Linked DNA regions of Mus musculus: region 1 is linked to region 2. Evidence: chromatin contacts called from public promoter capture Hi-C data. All regions are on one chromosome and are shown on one strand. The core of a region is the stretch at or near the end of the contact, and the rest is flanking DNA. Distances in the headings are between cores, read along the strand shown. Region 1 holds the start of Pold1 (polymerase (DNA directed), delta 1, catalytic subunit). Region 2 holds the start of Lrrc4b (leucine rich repeat containing 4B).

Region 1 (7,586 bases), core at 2,854-5,353, 110 kb before region 2:
TAGAGTAGTGTGTTCCAAGATTTTGGAGGTGGTTCAAGCTGTTCAGCCACATAGTTCGGGTAGCCTGAGCTGTATGAGATCATGTCTCAAGAGTCCGTGAGCACTGGAAGAAGAGACACCCCTATTATGCCCTGTAATTGGCTGGCTCCCCTATGTTCAGCAGGCTGCTTCGTGACCCACTATGTCTTCCCCCACAAGTTCTCTGGACACTCCCGTGCCTGGTGAGTGACGGGCTTTCCCTAGCCAGCCCCTTCCACAGTGTTGGAGAAGCTCACTGTCCTGTCTTCCTTTTCCTAGGGAATGGTTCTCCTCAGCCCAGTACCTCCGCCACGTCACCCACTATTAAGGAAGAGGGGCAGGAGACTGATCCTCCTCCAGGCTCTGAAGGGTCCAGCTCTGCCTACATCGTGGGTGAGATGGGGAGACAGGAACAGGGGTGTGGGGCTTTGTGAAGGAAGGGCGGGGAGATGGTGGCCCCTGTCTTTTGGTCCGCTTTCCCTTCCTTTTCTCCCTGACACCGCCGACTCGTCCTCCGGAGCCCGCCGACCTGCAGATCTTTCCCTTGGCGTTGCAGCCCCGTCCTCTCACCCTCGCTTCGGGACCTCCCATGGCCCGTTCCCCGGCTGCTGTTTCTCTTTGTCGCTATCTCTCATGGCATCTGCTCACCCCAAGTCATCTTAGAGCCAGAGGATGAGCCTGAGCGCAAGCGGAAGAAGGGGCCGGCCCCGAAGATGCTGGGCCATGAGCTGTGCCGCGTGTGCGGAGACAAGGCTTCGGGCTTCCACTACAACGTGCTCAGCTGTGAAGGCTGCAAAGGCTTCTTCCGGCGCAGTGTGGTCCACGGTGGGGCCGGGCGCTATGCCTGTCGGGGCAGCGGAACCTGCCAGATGGATGCCTTCATGCGGCGCAAGTGCCAGCTCTGCCGGCTGCGCAAGTGCAAGGAGGCTGGCATGCGGGAGCAGTGTAAGCAAGGGGTGGGGCTAGAGGGAGAGCGGGTCACCTGCAAGGGGAGGTGTAAGTGAGGCTGAGGCCCGCCTCTGAGGCCGGCTTTCCCGCAGGCGTGCTCTCTGAGGAGCAGATTCGGAAGAAAAGGATTCAGAAGCAGCAACAGCAGCAGCCACCACCCCCATCTGAGCCAGCAGCCAGCAGCTCAGGCCGGCCAGCGGCCTCCCCTGGCACTTCGGAAGCAAGCAGCCAGGGCTCCGGGGAAGGAGAGGGCATCCAGCTGACCGCGGCTCAGGAGCTGATGATCCAGCAGTTAGTTGCCGCGCAGCTGCAGTGCAACAAACGATCTTTCTCCGACCAGCCCAAAGTCACGGTATCGCCCTGCCCGGCCCTGTGGACAGAGCCCACCCAGGCTAGGGAGGGGTTTCCTAGGGCGTGCGAGTCCCCCACGTGACCGTGGTCTTTTGTGTCCCAGCCCTGGCCCCTGGGTGCAGACCCTCAGTCCCGAGATGCCCGTCAGCAACGCTTTGCCCACTTCACCGAGCTAGCCATCATCTCGGTCCAGGAGATTGTGGACTTTGCCAAGCAGGTGCCAGGGTTCTTGCAGTTGGGCCGGGAGGACCAGATCGCCCTCCTGAAGGCGTCCACCATTGAGGTAATAACTAGGCTCTAGGACGAGACCAGAGCTGAACATGGTACAGGCATGTCCTGACCCTTGTGGGGTGTAGTCAGCTGCAGGGTCCCATCCAACAAGGTATCTGGAGCCTCCAGAGAGCCAGCCAGGGAGAAAAGGGAAATGGGCTGAGGTAGAGAATAACGGAGGATATCAGATGGGCTGTTAAACAGGAAAATGACCCAAAGACTCCAAAGGAATGGATATTGGAGCCAAATCAAGGATAATGAAGTATTGAGAGTTAACTGTGTGCAGAGTTCTGAATGCTAAGAATTAAACCTCTAGCCTGGGCCTCACGGTAATGTGGGGTTAGTGGCCTTGGATGGGGCAGTGGGTGATAGAGTTGAAGGAAGGAAAGTTAAGAATGTCTTACCTGGCAGAAGGGTGGCAGCCTGCTGGTCTTGGCACATTTGACTCTGGGGCAGCTGAAGAGCCCTGTACCTTGTCACCTCCAGATCATGTTGCTAGAAACAGCCAGACGCTACAACCACGAGACAGAATGCATCACGTTCCTGAAGGACTTCACCTACAGCAAGGACGACTTCCACCGTGCAGGTCTGTGGAAGGCACTGACTTGGTCCTGGGGTTTCTGCCCCGTTGGCCCTCCAGGCCAGGCAGGCACTGGCAAGGAAAGATCATGTTTAGCGAGGCCAGATGCATCGTGTAAGAGGCACTCACAGGGTCTGTGTGGGGCGGAAGCCGGAGTAACTGTCACAGGCTGTCCTTCCTTCCCCTTTGAGTGCCCTGGGACCAGGGTCCGGTGTGAAGCTGGGCTGGGGCTGCTCTTGCAGGCTTGCAGGTGGAATTCATCAATCCCATCTTCGAGTTCTCGCGGGCCATGCGGCGGCTGGGCCTGGACGATGCAGAGTATGCCTTGCTTATCGCCATCAACATCTTCTCAGCCGATCGGCCTAATGTGCAGGAGCCCAGCCGTGTGGAGGCCCTGCAGCAGCCCTACGTGGAGGCGCTCCTCTCCTACACGAGGATCAAGCGCCCACAGGTACGGGAGCTGCCTGTTGTATATGAGCAGTCTCAGTATTGGGGTCCAGTGGCACATGTTGGGCACACTGAGCCTGGGGCCTGACCACTCAGGGTGCTGGCTTTCCAGACAAAGCTGGCTTTGCAGGACAGGGCCCCAGCAGGACCGACTTGCCTCCTCTCCCTGCAGGACCAGCTCCGCTTCCCACGCATGCTCATGAAGCTGGTGAGCCTGCGCACCCTCAGCTCCGTGCACTCGGAGCAGGTCTTTGCATTGCGACTCCAGGACAAGAAGCTGCCGCCCTTGCTGTCCGAGATCTGGGATGTGCACGAGTAGGGGCAGCCACAAGTGCCCCAGCCTTGGTGGTGTCTTCTTGAAGATGGACTCTTCACCTCTCCTCCTGGGGTGGGAGGACATTGTCACGGCCCAGTCCCTCGGGCTCAGCCTCAAACTCAGCGGCAGTTGGCACTAGAAGGCCCCACCCCACCCATTGAGTCTTCCAAGAGTGGTGAGGGTCACAGGTCCTAGCCTCTGACCGTTCCCAGCTGCCCTCCCACCCACGCTTACACCTCAGCCTACCACACCATGCACCTTGAGTGGAGAGAGGTTAGGGCAGGTGGCCCCCCACAGTTGGGAGACCACAGGCCCTCTCTTCTGCCCCTTTTATTTAATAAAAAAACAAAAATAAAGTTTGAGTACAAGCCATTCCTGAGCCCAGTGTGGAGAGGGTGGGCCATCTCTCTGCCCAGGTGACTGCGCTTGGTCTAGGTTCAGGCCACAGGGGTAGGGGTCGCTCCGCCGAAGACAGGTTATCTTCATACAGCATAGTTTGAGACACTAAGGCGGATGGAGGCCAGTGGAAAAGGAGAGGAACTTTAAGAGGAGGGTCTCAAAAGAACACTTCTTTTTTTTTTTTTTTTTTTTTTTAATTTTATTTATTTTATTATTATATGTAAGTACACTGTAGCTGTCTTCAGACACACCAGAAGAGGGCATCAGATCTCATTATGGGTGGTTGTGAGCCACCATGTGGTTGCTGGGATTTGAACTCCGGACCTTTGGAAGAGCAGTCGGGTGCTCTTACCCACTGAGCCATCTCACCAGCCCAAAAGAACACTTCTTAGGGCCAGGTTTTCAAAAGCTGAGGACTGCATCTGGCCATGAGTGTCATAAGTCAGGAAATGATTTGTGGGGCAACAGAAGTTATACAAGAACCTGGGCGTGTAGGGACTCTGAGGAAAACAGAAAAGAAGCTTGCTTCTAGCAAAGCATCAGGGTAGCATCCACTGTGGCAGTCTTCTAACGCTCCTGCAGTGGGCGCTCGGGGACCGCAGGCCAAACCCCTAAGAGCCAGGATGCTGGGGGCGTGTCCTTGTTCCGTTAGCGTCATGGGGCGGGGCCACTTGCGAGAGGCGTGGTTGTGGGTCCTCCAGAGTGGGACGTGGTTTGATCGCCCAAGCGGGCTAGGGGCGGGACCCAGCGGGCGCGCCGCAGCTCTGGGCCTGCGCGCAGAGGGTTCAGGGGTCACGGCGGCGTATCTTGTGGCGGGAAAAGCTGTTTGAGGCGGTAAGTAAGGAAGAAGAGTATGGGGCGCTCGGTCGCGCAGCTGACGCCTCGAGCAGAGTGCTCGCAGAATGTCTGCAGCTGGGGGAAGGATAGAGCAAGGCTGGCAATGCAAAGGACAGATCCCCTGGAGCTTAGGACCTGGGGTGCGCTGGACTGTCCGGGTGTGGGCTCAGCGGCGTGCACGCTAGCCAGGAGGGAGGGGCCGGAGGTGCAGGGCGTTGGTGCCTGTTCCGCTGTTCGAGAGACAAGGCGACGGTATCAGAAAGTCCAGCAAGAAGTAGGAATGAGCCGGGAATAGTGGCGCACTTTTATCCCCCGCACTCGTGAGGCAGAGACAAGCGGATCTCCGAGTTTGAGGCTAGTTTAGTTTACAGAGTGAGATCCAGGATAACCAGGGATACACAAGAGAAACCCTGCCTCAAAACCCCAAATTTTTTTTAAAAAGTAGGAATGGGAGGAAAAGTAATGCCTTAGAGCCTTTTCTTTTTTTCTTAGTGCGTGCGCTATGATGCGCACGTGGAGATCTGAGGACAACTTTGTGGCGTTGTCTCTTTCCGCTATGTGGATTCCCTAAGATCTAACTCAGGCTGTTCAGCTTGGCCAACAAGCTCAAATATCCATTCCGCTGTCACATCGGGCCCCATGTGATGCTTTATATACTAAATAGAACAAGCAAATTGATACTAGATGGGACAGTCTGCTTACCCAGTTTGGTGTTTGGTGGGGGAGGTGAGACATATCCCACAGTCCCAGAGCAACTGTCACTGCAGGGTCCCAGGGGAGGAGCCAGGTGTGAAGCTGGCAGTGTGTGAGGTACCCTGGGGAAAATGAATGGTTACTGTTTTAGTGTGCCACCATCACCACAGCGGGAGTGGGAGTGAAGACAGCTGTCCTGCAGGATGCTGCAGCTTCAGAGAGCATCCCTCTAGCGAGTGGGGCTTGCACCTGGGTCTGACTGTCCTGAGGGGAATGGGAACGTTGTGCCTCCAAGAACATCCCTGTCCGGGAAAAGGGGAGACTGAGGTGACAGAAGCAGTTTGTGGGAGTGGAGGAGCTTAAGGGGCCACCCCTCCAGGAGAGGTACAGGAATCCTTGGATCTGGCAGCCCTGGGAGAGGTGACATGAAACAATTGTTCAGCCTTTGGAGGCAGGAGGATGGCATGTTCTAAGCCTGCTAGGGCAGCTTGGTGAGATGATGTCTCAAAATGAATAAGAGAGCCAGGATGTAGTTAGTGGTACAGCCTAGAATCCCTCAGTGAGGGGTTGGGGTGGGACTCAGTATTGAGCCCTGCTGAGTTAAACCCCCAGACCTCTACTGGCTTTTGAGACTCAGGCTTTCTAGCTCAGACTTGGCTTTGAATTTGCCTTTGAGGCATACAGCTTGGATTATGGGTAATGGCAGATCCAGTATGGATTGGCTTATATCTGGGAGGTATGTTGTGAGTGACTTACTGGCGAAGCTACTGTTTGTCATAGCACCGCCTTCCCACTCTGGTCTGTGGGAGCCAGCTCCACTGCTTCCCCCGCCTCCTTCCGGAGCTGTGTGTGTGTGTGTGTGTGTGTGTGTGTGTGTGTGCGCGCGCGCGCGCGCATGCTTCCTGACCTGGTGATGGAGGGATGCTCATTTTCTGTGCAGTGCAAAGCCATGTCCCCATGTCAGTGGTCCTCAGTGGTGTCCTGCAGCTTTATTAGTGCAGCGCGTGAACTTGTGTGTTTGGTTGAACTGTTTGGAAGTTGTAGCTGGCATGATATTTCACCACCAGCACCCTACCCAGGGTCCCCTAAAAGCAGCATCTGCTTGCATCAGCACAGGGACCTGATCTGCCAGCTCGACATGGGGCAGTGCAGGTCCTGCCTGCCTTTCCTTGACTGGCTTCTCCTATACTTAGGAGACTGGCAGGGCACCTGCAGTCCCTACTCCAAACACAGAGCCTTACCCCCCAGCTTTTTAAAATCTGATCTTGCAATACAGTGTGGGGCTAAGCTTGAACTCACGATCCTCCCATCTAGGCTTCCCAGGTAACTAGCCGCAGGATAATCCTTTCTTTAGATGTCTTTGTCTTTTTTAAAATATAAAACAAAAGTAGAAGCAGGCCATTCCACGCCTTGATTTACCTACTAGAGACAAAGCCTCTTTGAGACCTTTCACATTATCGTATGGCTTCCTCATTTCTTTATACAGCTGCATAGTACTCCATTGAATAGTACTAAGGGACTCTTGAAACTGTCCCCCTGGGGAGGACATTTAGGTGGTTTCCAGTCCTTAGAGATTTTAAACAATGGTACCGGAAATAACCTTGTAAAATCAGGTTCTTCATGTGCCCTGACCTATTAGGGTCAACCCTTGCATAAGGAATTGCTTGCAGCTTTTAACACCTGTGGTTTTTGACTGAGGTGTGATTTCTATTTAGTCAACTGCACAAGTGTGTGGGAGGCAAACTCCATCCAGAACATTCCTCCATACATCCTCAGATACCAACAGTCTCCTCACTCTCTAGAAGCTAGCAGGTTTCTGGTCCAAGAGCTTTTTAAGATTGATTTATTTATACTTTGGAGTGTTTGCCTGTGTGTTCATACGAGCACAATGTGCATGCAGTGCCTGTAGTAACCCTTGCTGTCAGATCCTCTGGAATTGGAGTTACTGATGAGCTGGTGCTGGGAACCGAACCCAGGTCCTCTGCAAGAGCAGCCAGTGCTCTGAACCACCTCACCAGCCCCCAAGAATTTTCTTTTTTTTTTTTTTTTTTTTTTGTTTATTTATTATATGTAAGTACACTGTAGCTGTCCTCAGACACTCCAGAAGAGGGAGTCAGATCTTGTTAAGGATGGTTGTGAGCCACCATGTGGTTGCTGGGATTTGAACTCCTGACCTTCGGAAGAGCAGTCGGGTGCTCTTACCCACTGAGCCATCTCACCAGCCCCAAGAATTTTCTTTTTAGTTGCGTGTGTGTGTGTGTGTGTGTGTGTGTGTGTGTGTGTGCGCGCGCACACACGCATGCACAGATTCCCCTGAGGCCAGAAGAGGGCGGCAGAGCCATGGAGCTGGCCTTACAGACAGTTGTTTGCTGGTGCTGGGAACAAAAGGAACCTTGTGTTTTCTTTACAAGATCTTACTTTTAATTACTTAAAAAAGTATATAAGCCGGGCATGATGGCACACGCCTTTAATCCCAGCACTTGGGAGGCAGAGGCAGACGGATCTCTTGACTTCCAGGACAGCTGGGGTTACATAAAGAAACCCACTCTCAAACAGCAACAACAAAAAGTTTTATGTTCTTTTTTTCTGACTGCGCATGTGCCTTCGACACAATGTCGGTGACTGTCCCTCCATAAGGAAAGCATGCTGACCCTGTCACAGACACAGCACACATGGGACCCTTGCAGGCTCTGCTGTTGTGTGTTTTGTTTTATTCAGTCTCATAAG
Region 2 (7,689 bases), core at 716-3,215:
GGGGCACATTCCCAGGATGCTCAAGGCCTTTGTTTCCACCCCTAGAACTGTTTGTTAAAAAAATTTTTTTTAAGTTGTGTCATTGCATTGAGTTCAGTTAGACAGGTAAGTATGTAGAGATAGAGGGACAGACAGACAGACAATGAGGCAAAGGCTCTGCCGGGGTGAAAAGCAACACTGATCAACTCCTATCACACACCAAGCGGGTTGCAGGTCCCCTGGGAGGCAGCGTCCCATCCCTCCATCCCTCCCTGCAGGTCTCTGTCCAGGTGTACGGGCACCAGAACCAGACATGAAGGCCCATCTCTGTATGCCCTCCTGCCCACCCTGGGGTCATCCCTCACTCCACTCAGGCCCTGTCCTGTCCTAGACTTGGAGGAGAGGTAATCGAGAGGGGACAGGAGGTAGCTGGGTTTCTGGCAGGAGGTGGGAGGCTGTTGGGGTGCCCCCACCCTGTGGTGGCCCTGTTGGAGACTATAGCAGTGCCCATGGGCCTCAAGATTGCAGGTGCTCCAAGGGAACACAGCCTGTGGCGGGACCTGTGCCAGCGGCTGTCGCAGGACAGGGCTGAGGAGCTGATGGAGTGGGGATGGAGCAGTAGGGACCCCCATGTCTGTGTCTGGGATGCAGGAATTCAGGGTCATTGTACACCCCCCCCCATCCTATCCCCTGTTTTCCTGAGTCCCGGGGGGAGGGACTCAGGCTAACCAAATGGCGCGCAGATAGGGCAGTGACTGCAGCCAGCACAGCAGGCGCCCTTCCTATGCATCAGCCGCTCCTGCCTGTGGAGGGCGGAAGCTGCTGGATTTTGTGCCTTGTCAAGGCCCACTGGGTGGCAGAGGGGGTCTGGCCTCAGGACTTACCCTCTGGCTCCCAATGGTCCCTCCACATGGCACCCCTGAGTGCTCACACACATAGAATCCCCTGAAACGGGGGGGCAGTAGGGGGAGAGGGGTCCCCATAAACATGATCACCCACCCACTCACACAAACAGCAGAGACAGACACACCCTCACACACGGCCTCTCTAATCCATGGACACAGGGCTGCCTGCCCCCCATGCAGGTGCGCATGAGCGCGCAAGCACGCGAGCGCGCGAGCAAGCACACACACACACACACACACACACACACACACACACACACACACACACTCCTGTAGCCTCCAAGATTTTAACCCAGATAGAAATATGTGTGCCGCCGCCGTGTATTGGAGCAAGTGTGTGAAGGCAGGGCTGGAAATGGAGACAGAGATGGAGACAGAGATAAAAAGAAACAGAGATGGAGACAGAGAGACAGACCAAGAGAAAATGACAGAGATGGTGAGAGGCACGGAAACAGAGACAAAGATAGAAAAGGGGGGGAAAAGACAAAGACAAAAACCGGCACAGAGATAGACAGAGGCCAAGGGACAGAGACCGTGACAGAGAGGCAGAAACAGAGAAATAGACAAAAAGACGGAGATGGAGAGATGGACCCAGGAGCAGAGACTGACAGGATCAGAGAAGCGGAGGCACGAGAGACCGAGAGATAGACAGAAAGACAGAGAGGCAGAACCCCCCCACCCCCCCACCGCCTCAGGGCTGGCCACCACACGCTGCCTTCACTAGCTTGCCTCGGCAGGGGCCGGGGGCCTTTGTTCCCACACATGTGGCCAGGGAGCTTTCTCCTCAGTCCACTCGGCTCCACGATCCCCACTTCCTGATACTCTGGCAACGACCAGCCAAGGGTCTGTGCTCACCGAGCCCACCATCCCCCAGGCCAGCGCCCGGGTCTCCTCCCCCACCAAGGCTGCCAGTGCACACCCCGTCGAGGCTTCTGCAGTAGCAGCTCCCCTCCCTCCCCTCCCGCCTCTCCTGCCACCACCATCTCCTTGTCCTTGTCTCCCCGCTCCCAGAGCACACACTCTGAGGGACACTCACCCTGGCGGCTTGGCTTCCGATGGCCTTCTCTCTGTGCCCCAGGCCCCCCCCTCCACATGCCTGCAGTTGCCCGGGGCCCTGCCACCCCAGCTTCCTACTGCTTCCCGTTGAGCTTGTGCTGAGGGGGGGGGCGCAGGGGCTTCTTGGGTCTCCCTGCACCCCCCCCCGTCTGTCGCCCTCCCCACCCTCTAGGGGAGCCTGGCCTTTTTCTCTTGGCCACCACACGAGCAAGCCCTTGCCTCCTGTGGTCCTGTGTCCCCCACTTTACTCCCCCCAACACCAGCTTCCTTTCTCTTCACTCACAGACACAGCCTCTGCCCCTCTCCCCAGCTCCCCGACTCTGTCTTGTCTCCCCGAGGACCCCCAGACCTCTTGTCGGTCTGTCCTCCTCCTCCACTGTCCCTGTCAGTCTGTCATTGCTGGGAGCCTGGCTCAGTCAGGTTCCCACTGTCCGTCTGTCTGTCCTGGGGCCTGCCTCCTTGTCTCTCTCCCAGCTCTGCCTTGCTCCCTTTCTCTGCGATTACAATTTCTAGTCACACGGCAGTGCAGAGCCCAGCTCGCTCCCTCCCCGCCCCCTCCCTCCTTCTTTCTCTCCTTCCAGCGGGGAGGGCGCTCCCTTCCTCCTTCCCTCCACCCTCACTCAACTCCCCCCTCCCAGCTAGCTCGGCCAGGGGGTGGCCTCCCCCTCCCCCGCTAATCAAAGGCTCCGTTATCTAATTAACCCGTTGGTTCTGGGCAGTCAGGGAAGGTCGGGGGAAGCGGGGGAGGAAGGTTGTCGGCTGTGCTGCCAGGGGAGAGGGGTTTGGACTGTGCCAAGCTAGAGCCTCATGGCAGGCACACACACACACACACACACACACACACACACACACACACACACACACACACAGCAGCCTCGGCTGCAGAACCAGGCTGGGCAGCATGGACTCCATGCCGCTGGACCAAGACATCCCTCCTACATCCTCAGGGTCCACCCTGGCGCTCCTGCATCTGCTCTAGGTCCCCCCACTACCTCATGCAGCTGCTGATTCAACCCCATTCCAGTATTCCAGTCAACCTATGCCAGCCAACTTAGGCCCATGTCACCATCAACCTTTCAGCTGAGACCAGCACTCATTCTTGCCACAAAGAAAGCTACCCCTGATGCCAACCCCCCCCCAGCCACAGACTAATACCCACCTCCTGGTGCCCTCTGCAGAACAGGCTGTGAAGCTACACTTTGCTATTCACTTCATGTGTCCCTTCATCTATCCATGCTTCCTTCTATCTGTCCATACAGCCATTCATCTATCTATCCATATACCCATACAGTCATCTATATATCCACCTATCAACCCACTCCTCCATCCAACATCCATCCATCCATCTGTCCATCTATGTATCCACCCTCTACCCATCTATCCATCCTCTTATCTATATATCTATCCTTCCATTTACCTATTTCTTTCCTTGTCCATCCAACCCTTTATCCATGCATCCATCTCTTCTGCTACCCGTCCATCCATTCATCCATTCATAAATTCCCTTATCTACATACCTATTCATCCATCCCGTTAGCCATCTCTCCATTCTTTATCCATGCATCAGCCATCCATTTATTGATTTATCTTCACTCATTTATGTCTCTACCCATCCCTTTATGTATTCATCCATCCATCCATCCATCCATCCATCCATCCATCCTTCTACCTCTTTATATCTGCCCATCTATCACCCCTCCCTTTTCCACTTACTCTATCTAAAACCTATTTATGAAGCCCCCACTCTGTGCCAGGCACTGAAGCATATGCCAAGTGCTTACGAATGGGTACAAGGCTCAGCATACCATGACCCACAAATGCAAGTAGTGCTAGTTAGAGCTCTGGGAAGGGGCTGAGCTGGATTTCTGAATCTGCCTCTTTGCCATATGGCCTCAGTTTCTGAGTTCTGGTGTCCTTCACTGTGAGGAGGGTAGTACAGGCTGCCTGCCATAGTGGCTGGAGGTTGAAAGAGTAGTGTTCTGAACACAGGCTGTCCTGTCTCAGCTCATGCTCAGCTAGCTCCTGACCTAGCCATCACCTCACTCCTGCCTGGACTCTGCTCCACAGTGTGTCTGGTCCCTCAAGTGACCAGCCAGATCCCTCCCTTTGCTGCTCAGGGCCCTCCAGCAACTTCTGAATCACACAGATAAAGGTTAAAAACCTCACTCCTCAGTCAGCTTCTGCTCTGACCTCCCTCCTGGAGCTGAGCACCAGCCTGGGGCTGAGGGCGAGCGAGGCTTTGTGGTTGTTCTTCACTCTGCCTGTATCCCTCTGACACCGCTCTCACTGAATGATGCCTGGTTCTTTCTCCCTCAGGTTACCTAATCTCTCAGACCATAGCTACTGGAATTCACTTTCTCCAAGAGTGGGGTCTCATCGGCTTTGGTTTCTGTTTGGTGTTGAAACCTGTGACAGATCCTGGTAGGCTCAGGGAATGCCAGATGAGAGGAGGAATGGACACACTGTATGGATGCCTGGCTTCACACCTGCGCTGTTAGGATCCATCTCTGCCTCTTGTCACAGATGCACTGGCACCCAGTCCTGGCACACTCTAAGAGCTGCCCAAGTCTGGAACATCTCTTCACCTGAGGTCTCCACCCTAGGAGGTCACTGCCTTTCACTGGACACCTGTGTTTCAGGTCCTCCTCCGTCCCTCTTTGCCACAGTCCCATCTGGCTGGCTAGATCCCAGTGCATTGCTAGGTGCCCCTCTAACTAATCTGTCACTAGGGGAGTCTCATCTTTGCTTGGAACCAGAACCTGCTCATGGAGCTATACACTGGCCAAACTGGTGCAGAGAGCAGGCTAGCTGCTCTTTCTGAGTGTGCACCTGCACCAGTTCCAGGCTCAGGTTGCATTGGAGCAGGCTCACAGCACACAGCTGTGACTCTATTACCAGCATGGATACCACACCCTTATGCAGTGGTTCCCGAGGAAAAAGCTGCTCTCTGGGCAGCAGCCCTCTAAGAACTGCTGGCACTCCCCATTTCACAGATAGGTTTAGACATTGGCTCAAGGTCCAATATAGAGTTAGGAAAGAGGATAGGCATAGAGGCACAGACTTGTTATCCCTGCTATGCAGAGGCTAAGTAGAAGAATGGCAAGTTCAAGGCCAGCCTGGGCAACTTAATAAGATTCTGTCTCTAAAGAAAAAGTGGGTTGGGGATGTAGCTCAGCAGTAAAGCATGCATCTAGACCCCCAGTGAGGGGTTGGGGGTATAGTAGAGTTTTTGCCTAGTCTGCAAAAAAGCCCAAGGTTCATTGCAAGTACTGCCAATACATACATATATACATACATGCATACACACATATCTATCTATCTTTTTAAAGATTTATTTATTTTATGTATATGAGTACACTGTAGCTGTCATCAGACACATCAGAAGAGGGCATCAGATTTCATTACAGATGGTTGTGAGCCACCATGTGGTTGCTGGGAATTGAACTCAGGACCTCTGCAAGAGCAGTCAGTGCTCTTAACCGCTGAGCCATCTCTCCAGCCCCTATCTATCTATCTATCTATCTATCTATCTATCTATCTATCTATCTATCTATCTATCTGGGATGAGTGCTTCTTGGGTAAAATGCTTGCTTGAGTTCAGTCACCAGAAGCAATGTAGGCAAGCTAGACTTGGAGGTATACTTGGAGGAGGAGGGGGGAGGGAAGGAGGAGGGGGGGAGGGAGAGGGGGAGGAAGAGAAAGAAGGAAGCAGGATCTCTGGGCTTGCCAGCTAGCCAGCCCAGGCAAATAGGTGAGCTCTGGGCCAATGAGAGACCCTGTTGAAAAACAAGATGAGCTGGCTTAGTGGGTAAACTGCCTGCAGCCAAGCCAGAGGATCTGAGTTTGATGTGGGGAGAGAACAGATCCTGCAAGTTGTCCTCTGACCACACGCACATGCGCACACAAAACTATAAATAACTGTTTAAAAAAAAGAAAAACCATGACACACACACACACACACACACACACACTCATAGCCTCCAGGAGTCATTCATAGGACTCCAGGGACCACAGTGATAAGTCCCACAGAGGTCACTGTGGGATAGCTGGCCAAGTAGCCAACCAGTAGTCAGCTACAGCCCTGTCCCTCTGTCCTAGCCCCAGGGCACCCAACACAGAACACTCCTCAGGCCCCTGGAAGGTTCAGCCAAGGCCCCACTCTCAGGTTCAGATGCGGATGCAGAGGAGTCAGAGACACTGGCTGCGGCCAGGCAGGACTGCCTAGGGCAAAGGCCTTGAATGTGCAGAGCCGGAAGAATGGAGAAGCCAGAGAGCTGAGTGGGCTGGAGTGTGGCCGAGGACAGAGGCCGGAGACCCCCGGGGTCCAGGTGCTCAAGCAAGATGCTAAGCCCTCTGACAATGATGCTCACCCAGCTCGGCTCAGGGATAGATACATCTTGGGCACGGTGCCTGAGAGGATTCAGGCAGATGGCAGATCGGAAACTCAGGGGACCCAGGGGAGGTGGGGTGAGGAGAAATGGGAGGCAGAAAGCATTCCTGTTGGCCACACTCCTGTGCCTGAGCAAGTTCATCAGGTGAGGACAAGAGAGGGAACTGCCTGCTGCATGGTAGGTAGTGAGAGGGGTGGTGGTCAGAGCTAAAGGAGGACTTCCACAACTCTGTGCGGAGAAGAGGCTCCACAGCTCCATAGCTGAGGACTTCCTTCTTCTTGGACAGAAGTCATAAGCAAGGCTGGGAGAGGGGGCAGGTGGTGTAGGCTCCGGGTGGAAGGAAATAAGTGCAGAGGTGTCCCTCTGCCTGTGCATGCCCCCAGGGCTTTCAGAATAAGAGTGAACACATAACCCCAGCATTGATGTCCTCTCACCATCGAGTAGAGAGTCCTTGAGAAAAGGGCAGAGCAGTGACCTGAGTGCCCAGGGCTACTCAGGTGTCCCCCAGCACAGCCAGTGTCTATGGCACACCATGGTGGCCTCTCAGGACATTCCTAGGGATGGGCTTGGCTTCTCTCCTTCTTGGTCTATGCATCTCCCCCAAATCTGGTCTCTGTTCTGGTGACATGTCACCAAATCTCTATGTAGCCACTTCCTGGCCTCTCGGCTGTCTATCTCCCACTAGAAGGTGACAGGGATCAGGTCCCCAAATGCAGGCTCACAGTCCCAACCTCTGCTCTCATGCTGGCAGCTGGGCACACACTACTGAGCAACCTCAGGCCAGAGGACACATGAGTGTGAGCCAAGGTGGGGTCACAAGTGTGCAGGAGGGGTCTCCTCTAGCCAGCAGGCTACTGGGAACAGTCAGGGACAGGGTAATTGAGCCATGGAAGCCAAAAACCCATCTCTTCTGCCTGGAGTGGAGAAGCCAGAGTGGTGTCTGGGGGGGTGGAATCTGGAGGGGTGGAGTCTGGGGTATGGAGTCTGGGGTATGGAGACTGGGGGAGTGGAGTCTGGGGGTAGGATCTGGGGGGTGGGAGGTGGCAGGGTGGAAGCTGGGAGAGTGGAGGCTGGGGGGCTGGAGGCTGGGAAGGAATAGAGGCTGGGGAGGGATGGAGTGGGGGTAGAGGATGGGGAAGTGGAGGCTGGGAAGGTGGAGGCTGGGAAGGTGGAGGCTGGGAAGGTGGAGGCTGGGAGGGTGGAGGCTGGGAAGGTGGAGGCTGGAGGGTGGAGGCTGGGAGGGTGGAGGCTGGGAGGGTGGAGGCTGGGAAGGTGGAGGCTGGGAAGGTGGAGGCTGGGAGGGTGGAGGCTGGGAAGGTGGAGGCTGGGAGGGTGGAGGCTGGGAAGGTGGAGTCTGG

The links. Capture Hi-C pulls out chosen DNA fragments and counts their contacts.
Region 1: a promoter capture Hi-C map of liver shows a contact between it and region 2. The contact joins the promoter of Pold1 here to the promoter of Lrrc4b in region 2. A contact is called at or near these places in 15 of 39 promoter capture datasets (the 3T3-L1 cell line, the HPC-7 cell line, cranial neural crest and 8 more), 2 of 115 datasets of contacts at active chromatin or transcription factors (both in embryonic stem cells) and 3 of 9 other capture datasets (adipose tissue, liver and pancreatic islet).

Annotation. Positions count from the first base shown.
Region 1 is chr7:44,545,332-44,552,917 of GRCm38.p6, reverse strand. It overlaps Pold1 (polymerase (DNA directed), delta 1, catalytic subunit), which reads left to right and starts at 4,103. Exons shown (of 27, transcript NM_011131.3): 1 at 4,103-4,163. Nr1h2 (nuclear receptor subfamily 1, group H, member 2) reads left to right here. Exons shown (of 10, transcript NM_001285517.1): 3 at 164-221; 4 at 298-411; 5 at 673-963; 6 at 1,059-1,318; 7 at 1,421-1,600; 8 at 2,074-2,173; 9 at 2,410-2,618; 10 at 2,787-3,302. The coding sequence starts at 182. The coding sequence ends at 2,933.
Region 2 is chr7:44,436,763-44,444,451 of GRCm38.p6, reverse strand. Lrrc4b (leucine rich repeat containing 4B) reads right to left here and starts at 1,965. Exons shown (of 3, transcript NM_198250.1): 1 at 1,921-1,965.